Regions from separate parts of the Ovis canadensis genome. Here region 2 is linked to region 1. Evidence: chromatin contacts called from public Hi-C data. All regions are on one chromosome and are shown on one strand. Each heading gives the region's core, a stretch centred on a gene start, on an enhancer-like site or on the middle of the called end of the contact. The rest is flanking DNA. Distances are from core to core; before and after follow the strand shown.

Region 1 (4,079 bases), core at 1,183-3,682:
GACACAATGATCAACTTCTAAGGGCCCCAAAAGGCAGGCGAGTCAGTTTAGACAGTCAGTGTGACGTGCTGGAAAGTACCGAGCATCAATAAGTAGTGATCAATAAGTCCAATCAGTAAACATCAATAAATTGAATCCCTCCAAACTTGGGAAAGGGACCCCAAGACAATCTTGAGATTTCAGTAGCCAGAGACCCAGACTACAGTAGCTGCTATGGTGACTCTCTAATTGTTTTTAGAAGAATCATTTGCTGAATTTTTAGGTCAGCTAATCAATTAGTATATTGTAGTGAAATGCTCACCTATTACACTCTTTGTATGCTAGATGTTATCATTTCATCTAGTTAAAATGTTTGCATATGTTTTTTTTAAAATGCCAAACAACTATGTAAATAATCTTCAGAATGTTTTTTAAATTAATTTTATTGGAGTATAGTTGTTTTACAGTGCCGTGTTAGTTTCTGACGTACAGCAAAGAGAATCACTTACATGTATACATATACCCACTCTTTTTTAGATTCTGTTCCCATATAGGTCATCACAGAGTATAGAGTTCCCTGTGCAATACAGTAGGTCCTTATTAGTTATCTCAAAATGTTTTATCTAAGCATTTTCTTACTGTTTTTCATATTGTTCCTTACATTTCCAACAAAGAAATTTGTTTGACCTGTATACAAAGAGGTGTGTGTGCGTGTGTGTGTGCGCGCGCGTGTGTGTGTGCGCGTGTGTGTGTGCGCGCGCGTGTGTGTGCGCGTGTGTGTGCGTGTGTGCGCATGTGTGTGTGCGTGTGTGTGCGCGTGTGTGCGCGTGTGTGCGCGTGCGCGCGTGCACATACATGTGTGCTCAGTCATGTCTGACTCTTTGAAACGTCAAGGACTGTAGCCTGCCGGGCTCCACTGTCCATGGAATTTTCCAGGCAAGAATACTGGAGTGGGTAGCCATTTCCTCCTCCAGGGGACTTTCTCAACCCAAGAATGGAACCAGCGTCTCCTGCATTGGCAGGCGGATTCTTTGCCACTGAACCACCTGGGAAGCCTGTGTAAGAAGATATATAGAAAAAATTTCAAATTAAAAAAATATTTCTAAGGCTTCAATGAGTCTTATCAAATATATCTGTGTATGCTTGTTTCGGCAACACAGATACAAACACTGGGACAATACAGAGGCCTGGCCCCTGTACAAGGATGACACCCAAATGTATGAAGAATTCCGTATTAAAAAAAATTGTGTAAAATAAAGTAGCTCAAGATCACTGTTTCTGATCGTGTAGACAGCCCGCCCTCTAGTGTTTCTTTCAAAACCCTACCACATTCTAAACCATACTCTTAATCTCACAATGTTAGGTTAATAGGATTAAGAGCTGTGTCATCAAATTAATAGAACAAGGTTAAATCCCTGACACAGACAAACATTAAATCAGAGGAAAGTGAAGGTCCTTGCAGAAGCTGGTGGCAACCTCACTGGGGAGAGCCTGCAAAATTAGTGGTAAATATGTTAAAATTTTATTTGGTAAATAGGGTCTTGATCCCTGGGAGAAGGGAATGGCTCCTGACTCCTGTATTCCTGCCTGGAGAATCCTTTGGGCAGAGGAACCTGGTGGGCTACAGTCCACGGGGTCACAAAGCGTTGTACACAAATGAACGACCAACACTAAACTGAAAGGGTCTTAACAAAAAGAGAAGAATTAGCTGAAATGATAATTCTAGATGTAAAATATGATAGCTTTGTAACTACTAGTATTTTAAAGACATTCCAAATGTAGATTAAATAATATAGGGTTGGTTTTTTATTCCAAAATAACAAATATATATAAAAAATATAAACATCCTTTTTGGGGGGAGTTAAGATAATCTAGAGATATAACTGTGAAAGCATATGTTTTTTATTGGGAATGTTTACAACTAATTATATAAAAGGAAATTTATTATCTGAGAAGAAAAAAATTTGTGTGTGATTCATTTATCTGATGGCTTTTATAAGATATATGAGAAAAATCTTGCTTTCACAAAAAAATAAGTTAAACATCTAGTTTAAAAATTACTTATGGTCTCAGAATTCTGGAGAAAAAACAATCCCCTCTGACATAGCTAATTCTGTGTTTGGGGTTGTTTAATAAAATAAAGTTTGGATTCTATGGGGCTGGGATCCATACTTTAGGTTGCCGTAAATTTCAAATGCTTCAGATGAAGACCTTATTTAACTGCCATGAAGAATTCAAACAAAAGAGGGATTTGGGTTGTCTTTTCAAAGAATTTATTTAGATTTCAAGTTTCCTTATGTCCCAACCATATCAACATACATTGTCTAAAGTCATAAAGAAAAATCGACAGAAAAATGCTTTGGCTCACCAAGTGTTTTCAACTGATGCCAACAGAAACTAAACCGAAGGCATCTGACACAGGTTTATCCTTCCTTCACAGTCACGGCGGAAAGATGAAGCTGCCACTCTTGCTGTTTATCGTGTATCTGCTGCGGCTGAAAGACTGTCTCTGTGCGCCTACTGGGAAGGACCGAATTTCTACCCATGAAGACCCGAAGGGTAATGTTTGGTCTCTTTATCTTCACGGTGTCCCGTCTGCCTGTTTCCATGTCCTCCTGGCACTTACTGTGATTTACAGGCGAGAGATAACCGCATTCAGAACGCCCTCTAGTTTCACAGGGAGACGTTCTCCAGGCTCTTAAGCCAAGTAGACAAGACGCCAAACATCTGGATTAAAAATAGAAAATTCCAATTGTGTCTCTGAGAATGCTTCACAGTTCCAGATGTTCGGCATCGCAGAGATGAAACTTGCCAGCGTCTTAGGCTGCACCGCTTGGGTTCATCCAGATGTTTGGTGTCCTCTGAGCACGGTTTTAACGAACAGTGAAATTCTTTGCTAGCATTTGAAACATTTAAACAATTAAAGTCATCCATGCAATTATTCGTGGGACTGTGGAAGGATGGGTTGGAGTGACATCGAATCTGTTGGTTTGTGCTCATACTTGGAACCTTTGTTTGACGAGATACGCTTTGGGTGCCTATCTTAGAAAAATAAATTAGTTTAAATGTTCCTTTTGGGGATCTGTAAATAAATTTGGAGGCCAGGTTAAGCTCCTTTGGCGGCCGCGTTGGCTATTGTGAAAAGAGTATGACAAACGATGAATTTCATACTCACTAAAGGCTTACTAAAGGGGTGTTAGAGACATCCCGGAGGTTATTAAAGAATCTTGCATTATACCAGATACTTTCTAGGTTTGATGCCTTCTGGGAAGGTAATTGAAACTGAAAGAAAGGGAAATTGTTCCTCTGTTTGAGGTTCCCAGTTGGGTATTTAATATAAATTGTCTGTGAAGAAAATTCAATGTTTTCTTCTAATATAAAGGAAAAAAAATAAAGGAAGGAAAAAAAATTGGATAAATGAAAACAGGCTCTGAGGAGAATGATAAGATGGGGTTAAATGAACTCTGACTTGGCTGGAAGCTCAGAAGTGAAGAACAGAAGGTATTTCCCTTAAGAGGGGGTGGGGGGCGGGGGGTGGGTAGCCCCCTCCATGTGGTAGCTGATAGCCCAAGCATGGTGATCTGCTTTTGGAGTCTGATGCAATAAAAAAACAATTAAGCCTCTACTGGGGGGGACACGAAAAACTGGTAAACTCATTGTATTCTTTCTATTATTATTATTATAAAACTTTAAACTTTTTATTTTGTATTGGGGTATAACTGATTAACAATGCTGTGGTATTTTCAGATGAACAGCAAATGGACTCAGCCATGTATATACATGCATCTATTCTCCCCCAAACCCCCCACCCATCCAGTCTGTCACCTAACATTGAGCAGAGTTCCATGTGCTGTACAGTAGGTCTTTGTTGATTATCCACTTTAAATATAGCAGTGTGTACCTGACCTTCCCAAACTCCCTAACTGTCCCTTCCGCTGGCAACCATGAGTTCGTTTTCTAAGTCTGTGAGTCTCTTTCTGTTTTATAAGTTCACTTGTATTATTTCTCTTTGGACTCCACATGTAAGGGATGTCCACATGATATTTTTCCTCTATCTGACTTACTTCACTCAGTGTGACACTCTCTAGGTCCATCCATAT
Region 2 (4,193 bases), core at 930-3,429, 160 kb after region 1:
GTATAATAAAAAGATAATAGACCAGAAGTCAGAGGGAGTTGTTCTGTCATTTCACAAATGTTTGAACTCTGGAGGAACAAGATCCATGCCTCTGCTTTGGGACTGCATATACCCTCTCCCTAGGTTTAAGCCTACTTTTTTTTTTCCCTCCCAGCAAAACTTCAGACTGAAATTTTACCTTCCGAAGAGCTAGCTACAAAAATTGCTCAGAAAATCTCCTGTACCTTTATATTTAAGGTCATTTTGTTCCTCCTATGAAGAAATCTGTGGATTACAAACTATATCATCCTGCGAATTCTGTGGTGGCTTAGTGGTTAGGATTTTGGGTTTTCACCTCAGTGGCCCAGGTACAATCCCTGGTCAGAGAACTGAGATCCTGCAAGCAATGCTGTGTAGCCAAAAACCAAAACAAAAACCAGAACTCCCAACTCCCTCAACAACCCCCACCGCACAGTATCCAAACATTGTTACAGGCTGATATTAAACCAATCAACCACTTTTGTAATCTTATAGGTTAGTCCTCCCTGGAGGAGGAAATGGCAACCCACTCCAGTATTCTTGCCCTGGACAGAGGAGCCTGGTGGGCTACAGTCCATGGGGTTGCAAAGAGTTGGACACGACAGAGCAAAAAAAAAAAAAAAACAAAAACCCAGGCAATCCTGTCATCCTACCCTTCAGCTCCTTGCCCTGCAGTCTCAGATCTAACTTTCCAGCCAAATACAGACACCCAAAGAAATGTAAACACTCTACTCTTGTGTGTACAAGGTTGGGATATTTATACTCATTCGTATTTCCTTCTTTCACAACAGAAGGTGTGCACCCTCCACTCATGTTCTGGATCCCGTGACCTCTTATCTCCTTCCTTGCTTGCTTTGTGCCTTGTGCTCAATTGTGTCTGACTCTTTGTGGCCCCATGGACTGTAGCCCACCAGGCTCTTCTGTCCATGGAAATTTCCAGGCAAAAATAGTGGAGTGGGTTGCCATTTCCTCCTGTAGGAGATCTTCTCCACCCAGGGATCGAACCCACGTCTCCTGTGTCTCCTGCATTATGGGCAGATTCTTAATCTGCTGAGCCACTGGGGAAACCCTACCTCCTACCTATATATCAACTATCATCCTCTTGTGTATTTCCAGCTTCTCCTCCTGAACCTATAGTCAGTCATGTGTAAGTGATTCCCATCTTCAAAGAAAGACGGAAACTCGATCCTATTCTCCACTTCAGTCACTGTCGGCAAGGAATTCTCCACTCCTGGTCTGAGTCGACCCTCCTAACAGGGCAGGTGTGTTAATCTTTCTGCACCTCCACATAGGAGAATAATTCCCTATATGATAGTCATAAAACTTCCAACTCAGTCATGCTAGGGAGACTATTCTGCTACAATGACCATGGCCCGATTCAGCAGCTGATTTTCTGACCTCTCTTACATACTCGTGTGTAATGATGCCAGAACAACCAGATCCTCCCCTGTGATTTCCTTTCCTGAACATCCTGAGATCATTTGCTCTACTAATTACATGTCTCAGAGGAGTGATCTAACTTTTCCTGTCGTTTTTTAGTTGCTAAGTTGTGTCCAATTCTTATTCAATCCCATGAACTGTAGCCCACCAGGCTCCTTTGTCCATGGGATTTCCCAGGCAGGAATACTGGAGTGGGTTGCTATTTCCTCCATCAGGAGATCCTCCTGACTGAGGGATTGAACCCACGTCTCCCGCTGGCAGGCGGATTTTTTACCACTGAGCCACCTGGGAATTCATCGCCTGATGATTAACTTCCTCTTTTGTGACGAGATAGGAAGGGAAGCAAGGAAAAATCCCAACCTCTCAACTCCCTCAGAGGCTTTCATAAGATGTGTTTACAAAGGGACGATTTTAGAACACCAAACCAAGCCAAACAAAATCCTAGGGCCACAGTTTTCAATCCTTTTCTTGGTCACTCGTCTGAAGAAGTAAGTGGTGCTGGTTGGCGTGACCAGCATGGCCTCCGTTAACATCGAAACATGAGAGTTCTCCTGATCTATGTTTCTGGCTAGTCCTGCTTGAACACGTACACCTCTTACTGCTGTGCGCTTAGAACTTCGGATCTGGAACAAATGTGATGACCAACCGGGCCCTCATTAGCTTGCTTAATCATGTTAGGAAATTCAGGCACTGGGATGCACACTCGCCCCTATAAGTCTCAGCCACAGGAAGCGTGGGGTGGAGATTGCTTTCCTGGGGCCCATTACTCAGAGAATGCTTGCCTGCACCAAATGGAAACCATCTGGCCAAGTGAATTTATTGTCACGAGCTAATCACACTGTATATTTTCATGTAGATTTAAAGGGCTAGGTTTTTTTTGGGGGAAAAGTTTGGCACTTTAAACCACTTAAGCCATTAAAAAAAATTAATTTCAGTTTGAGACAGATATTTTATTTTATATTTTTGGCTATGCCAACAGCCTGTGGGATCTTAGTTCCTCGTCTAGGGACTGAACCGTCGCCCTCGGCAGTGAAAGCACCAAGTCCTGACCACTGGACTGCCAGGGAATTCCTGAGGTAGGTATTTCAGATCAAATTAAAAGTGATCATTTTCCTTTATAAGTATGTTCGGTCCCTCAATATTGTTGCTTTTCAAAAGTGTGTCTGACTGTTCTTAACCCAAATAGTAAGATAATGATGATAAAAATGCGAAGGAGAAGTAGACATCTTTTCAATCCCATGAGTAAACTTTCCAGCCAGTGTTTCTGGCAGAGGATTCCATTTTGTATAGTAAAAAGATTTTAGACAATCTGGAAACAGCCTAGATTGCTTGATGTAATAATAGCTATCAGTTATTAAGCATACAGAGGCTTCCAGGTGGTGCTTGTGGTAAAGAATCTGTCTGCCAGTGCAGGAGGTGCAAGAGTCACAGATTTGATCCCTGGGTGGGGAAGATCACCTGGAGAAGGGCCTGGCAACCCACTCCAGTATTCTTGCCTGGAGAATCTCACGGACAGAGGAGCCTGGTGGGATACAGTCACGGGGTTGCAAAGAGTCAGACACGACGGAAGGAGCACACACACACACACACACACACACACAACAACAGAAGGAGCACACACACACACACACATTAAGCACAGAACACAGGCTCTGCTACATATATGTGCTGAGTGTTTTACCTGAGCTATAGCTCATTTAATCCGTACACAGACTTCCCTGGTGGCTCAGAGGTTAAAGTGTCTGCCTGGAATGCAGGAGACCAGGGTTCGATCCCTGGGTCGGGAAGATCCCCTGGAGAAGGAAATGGCAACCCACTCCAGTACTCTTGCCTGGAAAATCCCATGGAGGGAGGAGCCTGATAGGCTACAGTCCATGGGGTCACAAAGAGTCAGACACGACTGAGCGACTTCACTTTCACTTTCACTTTCAGTAAATACAGAGTAGTTAGCAGTTTTATCTTACAGGTAAAGACACTACAGTTTGAAGGTGCAGAGTTCTTTGCTTCCTGCATGATGGGTGAAAACCCAGATCGGTCCAGATTCTAAAGTCTCTTCCTGGGAGCGTCTTAGATGCAGAATCTCAGGGCCCCTCCAAGCCCCAACCTGTTGCGTTTTAATAAGACTCCCAGGTGAATAGTGTATACGCTGTGTGTGTGTGTGTTAGCTTCTACAGTCGTGTCTGACTCTTCTCGACCGTATGGACTGTAGCCTGCCAGGCTTCTCTATCTAAAGGATTCTTCCGGCAAGAATACTAGAGGGTTGCCATTTCCTCCTCCAGGGGATCTTCCCCACCCAGGGATTGAACCCACGTCTCCTGCATTGTAAGCAGATTCTTATACCCACTGAGGCATCAGGGAAGCCCAGTATGCCCATTAATGTTTGGGGTTAGATTACACAGCGATTTGAGAAGATATCTGAGACCTCCCTCCTCTGTCCCCCACCCCCAATTTTCTTCATCAATCTGTTAAAATAACCAAAAAAAAATTTTTTTTTTAATTTAGTTACTGCTGCTGCTATTTAGTTGCTAAGGTATGTTGGACTCTTTTTCGACCCCCATGGACTGTAGCTTGCCAGGCTCCTCTGTTCATAGGATTTTATAGGCAAGAATACTGGAGTGGGTTGCCATTTCCTTCTCCAGGGGATCTTCCTGACCCGGGGATTGAACCCACATCTCCTGCATTAGGCAGGCGGGTTCTTTACCGCTGAGCCCGCTGGGAAGTCCCCTGCTTAATTG

What was found. Hi-C and Micro-C count contacts between places; a contact is called where the count stands out from the background.
Region 2: a Hi-C map of fibroblasts shows a contact between it and region 1, with 4 times the contacts expected there. The contact joins the enhancer-like site here to the promoter of CLUL1 in region 1. A contact is called at or near these places in 2 of 2 Hi-C or Micro-C datasets (fibroblasts and lung).

Annotation. Positions count from the first base shown.
Region 1 is chr23:49,215,784-49,219,862 of ARS-UI_OviCan_v2, forward strand. It overlaps CLUL1 (clusterin like 1), which reads left to right and starts at 2,433. Exons shown (of 7, transcript XM_069568917.1): 1 at 2,433-2,538. The coding sequence starts at 2,433. LOC138428570 (U6 spliceosomal RNA) reads left to right here and starts at 1,115; the gene lies at 1,115-1,218.
Region 2 is chr23:49,373,427-49,377,619 of ARS-UI_OviCan_v2, forward strand. No RefSeq gene overlaps it. Among named protein-coding and RNA genes, the nearest start is that of TRNAC-GCA, 5.5 kb to the right of the region's middle. Within about 2 kb of position 2,180, the one cell type or tissue checked has open chromatin away from gene starts, as enhancers often do. A contact at or near this core is called in fibroblasts, where this site is marked.